2 separate regions of the Mus musculus genome follow, and region 2 is linked to region 1. The links are chromatin contacts, called in public Hi-C maps. All regions are on one chromosome and are shown on one strand. The core of a region is the stretch at or near the end of the contact, and the rest is flanking DNA. Distances in the headings are between cores, read along the strand shown.

What was found. Hi-C and Micro-C count contacts between places; a contact is called where the count stands out from the background.
Region 2: a Hi-C map of uterus shows a contact between it and region 1, with 2.7 times the contacts expected there. The contact joins the enhancer-like site here to the promoter of Csrnp3 in region 1. A contact is called at or near these places in 3 of 39 promoter capture datasets (cranial neural crest, hippocampal neurons and second pharyngeal arch cranial neural crest), 3 of 484 Hi-C or Micro-C datasets (cerebellar granule neurons and uterus), 7 of 115 datasets of contacts at active chromatin or transcription factors (embryonic basal ganglia, embryonic forebrain, embryonic midbrain and 4 more) and 2 of 9 other capture datasets (adipose tissue and pancreatic islet).

Annotation. Positions count from the first base shown.
Region 1 is chr2:65,844,492-65,849,179 of GRCm38.p6, reverse strand. Csrnp3 (cysteine-serine-rich nuclear protein 3) reads right to left here and starts at 3,413. Exons shown (of 7, transcript NM_153409.5): 1 at 3,296-3,413.
Region 2 is chr2:65,992,311-65,996,827 of GRCm38.p6, reverse strand. The region is part of intron 4 of Csrnp3 (cysteine-serine-rich nuclear protein 3); the gene reads right to left. Among named protein-coding and RNA genes, the nearest start is that of Gm52514, 66 kb to the right of the region's middle. Within about 2 kb of position 1,562, at least 60 of the 459 cell types and tissues checked have an H3K27ac peak or open chromatin away from gene starts, as enhancers often do. A contact at or near this core is called in embryonic basal ganglia, embryonic forebrain, forebrain and 2 more, where this site is marked.

The sequences.
Region 1 (4,688 bases), core at 2,164-4,663:
GATAATGAGGTCGTTTGCATGGGTCACATGACCAGCTCTTGGTCTTTCTGTCTTGTTAGTGTGCTTTTCAATGTCATCAACATTTATGCTGAGAAGATTTACTCACATTATTTGAGAAAGACTAAATATGCCCCACTATCCTTGGGCCCCCAGAAAAGGAAAGCAGACATGCGCTGACTGAATTGAACTGTACATGACGTACTGGTTAGACAGTGAGTATTTTAGCACGCGGTTTAAGCACGCAGTTCTGGATCCTGCTCCACTGCTTACCCTAAGCCTAACCGGCTAAGATCACTCTTATGGAAATAAAGTATTCCATATCAAAGGTGCTTAGGCAAGCAGTGGAGAGATAACAGAAGCGAGAGCCTCATTTGCATCACAACAATAAGCAAAACTCAAGGATCCCCTTCTTAACAAATGATAAGGAAGTGCTCAGGGTGACGGTGCTGCCTTCAAAGCACACAGAAGGAAAATATTTTAATTTGAGAATTTGCCTAGAGCCAAGTAGGATAAAAATTGTGATGGGCTTTTTTTTTTCTTATAAAGAAAAGCCATATAAAAACAAAGCTTTACTTCAGACAAAGAAAAAAAACTTCAAATATATATGTGCACATATAAAAAATGTATTAAATTTAGAATGAATTACCTTAATATTAAAACAATTTCTTTAGCTTGCTAGAATGGATAGTCTTTTATTCATTAGCTTGATTACCAAGGTAAGTTAATGACTGAATTAGTCGAATGTGGTCTGGGCCTTCAGTTAAAATGGTCCTTATTCCATTGTATCCAATCCAAACTAACTGCTCACCACTCATGGTCTAGGCATGCATTTCCAGGTTCTTTTATTTATTTTATTTTATTCTTTTAGTTTACCAAAACATTATAAATAGTTTTTCATTTTTCAACAGATACAGTACATGGCTAACTTCTGCAACCTGGAGAGAAAAATGAAATCCAACACTTTGCAGAGAAAGACCAAACAAACCTATATTTACATCTGAAAACCAGCTACAAACCTATATTTACATCTGAAAACCGGCTGCACCCGGAAAAAAATAAATGACCTTGTCATATCTTACTGAAGAGCTTTGGAAGGGTCCCACTTGCCTGCATCATGTTTTCAATCTTTTCCCTCCAGTACAAAACAGACACAGACAGGCACACGTGTGCGCGTGCACACATACACACACACACACACACACACACACACACACACACACACACACACGCTTTTCCCCTGCAGACTGCAGTAGGAGCTGCCACAGTTGTCTCCCTTTTTTCCATAAGCCTTGCAGACATCTGCCAGTGTCTGATAGGAGATGCTGATGGAGAAAGGATTTATCTACTCTCCATCCAAAATATGTGAGCCATTAAGGAAATTATAAGAAGCAACAACAATACGCTCTGCTTTTATTCAAAACCTTTCCCTTAGTGATTATTAAAAGGATGATATTTTTAGCTAAAGAAAGCAAAATGCATCTGCAGCAGCTGGTTTCCAAGGCAACGGAATAATTTAAAACCATGTGGAACTCTGCTCTCTAATTTTCATCAATCCCCCTTCATTCCTAGAGGTAGCTTTGTTCAGAATTTATAATTCCTTTTTTTTTTAAAAGAAAACATCACTGCATTGATTGATTGTCCGTGCCACATTCCAGCAGCTGAATATTTATTTAGATTTGCATACCACCTTAGGCTCCATGGGGGTGGGAAACTTGAATTAATTGCAATCATCGTTTTGTTTGAAAAACCAAAAATTACTTTTAAAGAGAAACATCAACAGTGAAAAACAGGGAGAAATTGTAGCATGATGTCATGATTTTTGAAAACCAGAAATGGTTCAAAACAAACCATAGGAGAGATCAACATAACATCTGATCTTAATATCTGTTTAAAGATATTAAGTATGTTTAGGAAGTTCAAAGGAAATATTCATTAACTTGAGTAATCTTTACCCACTATCCAGCAGTATTTCCTTCCCGTTTAATTTCTTAAGAATTTGTTGTGTTTGTACCATCTTATTCAAAGGGTTGTACCACCCATCTTCCAAAATCAAAGCAAAAATAAGACCAAATTTTCTTAGAAATTACAGTCATTCTTAGTAAGTTTTAATTCATTCAAAGGCAGCAAAATATTTACATCACTATTATGATTGTGTTTTACTCCAGTCAACAGGTATTAATTGGATGCCAATGTGTCCATGACTGTACTATTTTTTAAGACCTCAAAGGTAATGAGTTCCTCTCAGACTTAAATGATCTTATAAAATATAATCTACAGAGGAGCTAGTGTTGTGGAATAAAATTATTTTTGCCATCTTTATTACCATAAATATAACATTTAGTCCGTACTGCTAAAAAAAAATCTTTCCTGGTTTTCATAAAAGAAAATAAAACTTAATGCCAGGCATTATAAGCAGCTAGTAAAGTCAAAACTTTAGGCGTACTAACACATAACTGCTGTGAGGCTTTTGCCAGCAGTGTGTAGTGGAATTTCTTAACTTGACGTATCTGATGCATAAATGAAACGTGTCGGTCAGACCCTACTTTTCACAGCAAAGTCTCGTCTTTCTCAATTAGGCTTCCGTGCTTTTAAAGGAAAACCGTCCCGTGCATGTTGACAGCTACCGATAGATCTTTACTTCATCACCACATGGAAGCTTCACATTTGCTGACAAATGCTGCAGCTACTCGGCACCAGATGCACAGAACGAAGAGGGTTTGCATGCACATAGATCGTTCATTCAAAGTCTAGGCTAAAAGAAACTATAAACAAACAAACAAAAAAATCATAAGCTCCTTGCTGGGTCCTAAATATAAAGACCCCCATACTGAATCCAGTATGTTCTGAGAAGGCTCCATTTTCTCAGGACCTGTGGAATCTATCAAGCTTTGCTCATGCCTCCTTTGGTTTCCATGAACACAGCCTGATAAAAACACACAAAGACACAGGATTTTATCCGTCCGTTGTGCGTTTGCTTAGATGGCTAATCCGGAAAAGACAAGTTCCTCAGGGTTTTGTGCCTTTTGTATTTAAATCGGAAAAGGGTTTTTGCAAACCCAAGAGCTGCTCATCTAGGCTTCCCGTAGTCACTCGAGGGACAGGTTTTTCGGGAAGCGCCTTTAGGATTCCCACATTCCCTAAGATGCTTCTACTAGAACCGAGCATTTCCCTTTAAAAAAAAAAAAGAAAGAAAGAAAGAAGGAAGGAAGGGAAAAAGAAAGAAAGGAAGGAAGAAAGAAGAAAAGAGAGAAAGAAAAGAAAAATAAATTTCTTTTCGTCTTTTTTTTTCTCTTACCTGTAAATATGGTCTCTGTACTTGGGCTCCAGCAGAACACACTGAGAAGAGCTCACTCCGCCCTTCATCCATCAGGCCGCAGCCAACCAATAACAAAAGCCAGATCCTGGCGTCCTCCAGCTCTTGCCGCCTGCCTGCTCTCAGTCCTTGCTCCCTCCCACCTCGAGCTTTTAGAGGACAAATCCCTGCAGCAGAGGGAGGAAGGCAGTGGGGAAAAAAAATGAAAAATGGAGAGACAGAACAGAGAAGAAAAATATTTCAAACAACAGCCAGCTGGAGTCAAAAGTCTTGTTTTGGATGTAGGAAATCAGGGTTAATCTATGCCTTGCCCACCATAAGTCAAAGCAAGCACCGAGGAAAGCCTAGGTAAATCGCCTGTTTCCCCTCACCCTACTGATTTTTTCCCTTTAGTAGAAAAAACATATACACGTCCTCATTGCACGTTTTGAGTTATAGGCAGAGAAAGAGACTGACCATCAATATTGCCTTTTCAAAGGATCCAAGGGAAATGAATCAAGCATGACATCTCTTACTGGTGACATGACAACCTCTGCTTGGCAGTGTTTCTATTCATAGTTCTGGGGCCAGATCAGCAGAATACACATTTTTCAAACAGAGTAGAAGAATATTCAAATAATTTGGAGTTGTGTGGTTTGTACAACTTCCGATTCCTTAGATAGCGGCATTAATTTGTGAATACTGGAGCTTGTTAAAGATTAAAGAGGCATCGGCCACTTGGTTGCAAAGCCCCAAAATGGCTAATTGGACTCTAATTTTGCTCTAATAACCCTGGGCAAAATCATTTCACTTCTGAACTGAAAGGCATAGCATGAATCAAAGAACAATTGAGGAAAACATCAGATTAGATTTATTTAAGGCAGCAAAGCAAATTCATATGCAGCTTTGGGGAGGGGGGGAGGAATTGCTTTAAGAGAGGTCTCACTAAGCTGCTGTGGCTAGCCTGGAACTCACTAAGTGAACTACCTAGGCTGGCCTCAAACATAAAAGAGACCTGCCTGCCTCTGCCTCCTAAGTGCTGGGATTAAAGGCCAGTGATATCACAAGTAGCCAAGAAAGCTAATTAAACGAATGAACAACAACAGACCCTAATAAAGCAAACCAGTATTCTTTGTATTTAAAAACGCTACTAATTGAATCAGGGAGAGAATTCAGTGGGCAAAGGCTCTTGCTCCCAAACCTGACAACCTGAGTTTAATCCCCGGGCTCCATGTATTAGAAAGAGACAATGACTTCTTGAAAACTGAACTCAGATATCTACACCAGTGCCATGGCATGGGAACACACATACACACACACACACACACACACACACACACACACTTAATATAAAATGTAAAACTCGCTGCTGATTGCAGTCATTTGATGAGATATT
Region 2 (4,517 bases), core at 313-2,812, 150 kb before region 1:
GTCTTCTTGTTTTTTTTTTCTTGTTAGAAAAACCCAGGCAATAAAAAAGTATGCGTTTTTAAAAAATCACACAGATAAAATTAGTGTGGAAATTGGTGCTTACCCTTTCAAGGTGAGACTCAATTGCAAAGTAGGGAAGGTTAGTTTACTGTGGATCCAATTTCATCAGAAACCATTTGATGTAGAAACTAACAGATTCGATACTAGAGAAATGTCCAGTCAAGTTAAGACTATGTTGGTCTTTATATATCACGCCTGCAGACTTCTCATGATCGGATATTCTCTCTCTCCAAATTGGTATGATTGTCTGGGCTGGGCTGCTCCTGGGCAGGAAGTCACTTACATGGCCTCAGTCTTAAGTGAGGGATGGAAATTGGTCTAGTCATGAAGAGAGAATAATATCCCTGAGAGTGTTTCCAACTGGGGTCAAAAGCAATGCTGCCTTGTTCTGTCTGCCTCCTTTAGTCTGCTGAGTCACACCTGAAGAGTTCCTAATATACAGGCCCCATTCATAGTTTCAGATTTGTTTAGCTCAGGTATTTAGGGCAGTTCCTTTGCATGAGCGGAACTTCAAAGGGTTGGCATTGCTGAGGAAGCGCCATGTAGCTTGGTTTCGAGAAAGAACGCACGCGCAAGCAGAGACTAATTGAGAACATTTTCTTCAGAACTTTTGAACAAAATTAAAATTAAGCATATGAAGTAAGTTGACCTTTTTATCCACTTATGGTCAAATCAGTAAAAAATGTCACAACCGGTAAAGCTTGTTAAGGCCTTGCTTCTTAAAGCACTGCCCCGGTTATTATGAAAGTCATCTTCAAAAGTGATCTTAAATGCAAGTCTGTTCCTCACTGATACATTGGTTTCTCTGTAATGTGAATGACAGATCTCCCCCTCTCTTTCCCCCTTCCCGACCCTGTACTGGGGATTGAACCTACGCCTCATACATGCTAGAGAAGTGCTTTTCCAGTCAGCTATATCCTCCACATCTATCTTTCTAAAGCCCTAAGTGCATTCTTCCGTATCTCAAGACATCCTACCAACTTACGTACTAATAGTAAGTCAACAAGCAGATTAGACTACCCCAAAATATAAAATCATACACCTCAAAGCAGCTAGCATGCCGATCGCAGTTAACCAGAGAACAAGGTTTATAATTCATACATGGGTCTAAGCCATACTACTCTAGGCCCTAAAGCAGGTTTGCCTCCCATCCCATTTTAAATACTAAGTTAAAAATATTCACAATTGGGGTGACCCTTGAGACTTGCAAGCGTAAGAATTTGCTGAACTGTAGCTTCTAAGTTAAATCATTTACAAGCCTCTTTTGACTGGTTTATGTAAAGTATAAAAACACCCTTCTCATAGATGTCCACGTGAAAAAGACAAGTGCCCTTTAAGGCAGCCAAAGATACTGCATATACATGCAAACTCCAACAGAGTGGCAGAAACAGAGATTATGTGGAAAGCTGACCCTTGAGGCTCCCTGACGAAAGCTTTGTTTAAGATCATGAACATGCATGTCACGTCCTCAACCGTTCAATCTGTCAGCTCCATCCGTAGGAGCTGGCAGGAGATCTGCATTGAGGGACCAGCTCTCCTCTGGCTCTCCTGACAGGCACAGCCCAGGGTGTTGAGCACTCGACAAACTGCATTTCCTTTTATAGCTGTTAGTGCAACAGAGCGGTCGACTATTGATAGTCTCGGCTTGGTACAAAATACAGCTTTCTGCTTAAGGATTCTGATGTGAACTCCAAACACTGCAGGTGACAGCCAGTGTCAAGTTGACCTTCTTGCCTCCGTGGCACACATAATTAAAATGATTAACCCACAAGAGGCGATGCTATCGAAGTAGCTATTTTTCTTCTTTTATTAAAGATACCGCTTCCTTTCATGAGCCTTGTGAATAGTTGTAAGAGTGGGGTCTGTTTTGATCATCCTTGATAGAAAAAAAAAAAACCAAAAACAAAAACCAAAATATGCTCTTTAAGGTTATAAAGTTGTAATAAAAGTAAATGGTTGACTCTTTTTTCTATCTTTTCTCTCATCTTCATATATAATTAGCCTGGCTTGGACAGGCCCTTTTACATAGATTCGACCTCCCTTGAGGGTATAATGTGACTGCTGGATGCTCTATCATTAAAATGTCATTGGTACCGGAGACCAAAATTATGAAAGCAAAACAAGTTTACATTGTACACTAACGGAGGTGTCTGCCTTCCGGTCCCACTTCATTGCCTTTCCCTTCCCACCAAGTCATCTACCTGTCTTGCACCATGAGTCTAGGCTCACTACTTCCACACCTGACCTACAATCTCCCTTCTGCTTCAGTTTTACCTTTATGTTATAAATCGCCTAAGGACACGGCATTAAAATATGCCAGCAAAATATTTGAGGCACAATAAAGTAACGAGCAAAATTGAGGTATGCCATTCCACTCAGGAGTACCCAAAGCATGAGCAGAGGCTGGAGTTCACTCTTCCTGCTTCATTTATTCAGCTAGCCACATGACTTTGTCTCCATGGAGAACCATTTTACAGAAACTTTACAATGCTATTAGTCCCCTCCCCCCCCCCCCCCGCTATCTTTATTTACTGACGAAATATAACAAATTTCTAGGGAATGGTTGTATCTTCTCAGAGTAATGTTAACAATTACTACACACACGGAACAAATGTTATTGAAGACTTTGTCTTCTATTTTTTAAAGGACGCTTCCTCATTGTAAGCAAGAAGCACCCAAAAAAACCCAAAAATGTGAAAATACTTTCCTTTCTTAATATTTGCAAAATAATAAAAGGCCCAATGATATAGTCACTGAAATCCGAATTCTAATAGTCACTATGATATGTTATATGAATTGTATTACATAGGTGTATTATGAGAAATAATTACCTTTGTGAGAAGCCTGAATCACAGATGGGAGATATTGCATGTGCACAGTAGTATCTTGGTGATGCTGTTCCTTTATCATCAGTGAGAAAACAAGTCCTGGCTCTTCCCCAGCTGGTTTCCTTAATCTCTCACATGTGCAATTAAACCCTGAAACTTGGTGCTCAAGAAACACATTTCACCGCCGCTAACGGACCAGTTATTGTCAGAACACATAAACCCGTGGCACTGGCTTCATTAGAACCTCGACATGCATAACCCCGAGACCACAGCGTTTCTTACTGGGAAAGAGTAGTCCTTACTACACGTAAATAATCACAGCTCTGGCTGCGGTCCAAGGTGTAAGCACTTTCCTCTGCTGTCTCAGCAATTCTCCTGATGTCGAAGACGCATTAAAATAAATGGAAACCATATGTCTCCTCAGCAGAACACCGGCACTGGAACAACCAAGGGGCAATGCAATTCATTACAACCACTGGAGAAATATTTGGGGGGCATGGACTGGCTCAGTGTAAAATGAAGCTGCATGGGGCAGCCTCACAATGAACGGAGGAGACGTTTGCTATTATTCTGCTCTCCTAACCTGGTTTACTGTCTCTATATTTTTTTTCAATACCACCATGAGCTGCTCCCGTTAGAAGGATTAAATGGCATTTTCCACCTGCTCAATGACTTCCCAAGCAGTATTTCATCTATTCCAACATTCTAGCCCTGTCAAACCCAATACATCATAATAATCCAGGACTGAATAGTGCTTAAAAACAAAGAAACACAGCAGAACAAGGCTCCACCATAATAAACGAAAAAAAAATTTTTTTTCTTCTGAGATCACTTGGAATTTATTCTGCAGAGCTAGACTGAATCAAAGACCAGGCCCTTGAGCTTTGAACTCTGTCAGGAATGATAAGATGTGAAAACAGGATTCAAAAAAAAATCTCATCAAGACCTAAAATAAAAGCCCTTCTTATATGTATTCCAAATTAAGATGTATATCACTTTAAAAAGCATAACAGGAGGGCACTAATCAGTCATATTTGACTGGCCGCATCATGTCAGAACATTTTGAAATAAGATGAGAAGCTGCAAGGTTGAAGCCCAGAGTACAGGGCAGCTGGGGGCACAGCTTGGGTAGCTTGGGCGACTGGGGCGGCTGGAGAGGCTGGGCTACCTTCTGTTTCTTGGTTGGCAGTGATGGATCTGGGAAGGCTTCGAACTTTGAGCTATGAATTTCCTATAAATAAATAAGTGTGTGTACGTGGGCGTGCATGTGTGCCCATATGTGCATGCGGGTACATGTGCATCTTACTGAGCTTGTGGTTCATCATCCCCAGGATCTACTAGGTTTGCATGTTTACTTGCTGAAAGCCTGACATCTAAAGTGATGGCATTCTGTGACGCTGTGGTGTGAATAGGAGATGCCCCAGGGGCTCCGGTGTTCGAACACCCATCCCTCGATGGAAATGCTGCTTTGAAGTATTGTAGACCATATAGGAGGTGACTCCGTGTTGGAGACTGTTAGGGACTAGAGGGTAGGCTTTGAATCTGATTCTCGGGCCCTGGGTTGTTCTTCCCTCTGCTTAGCATTCCACCAAGATGTGAGGGACTGAGGGGACTCAGCTTCACCCTCCT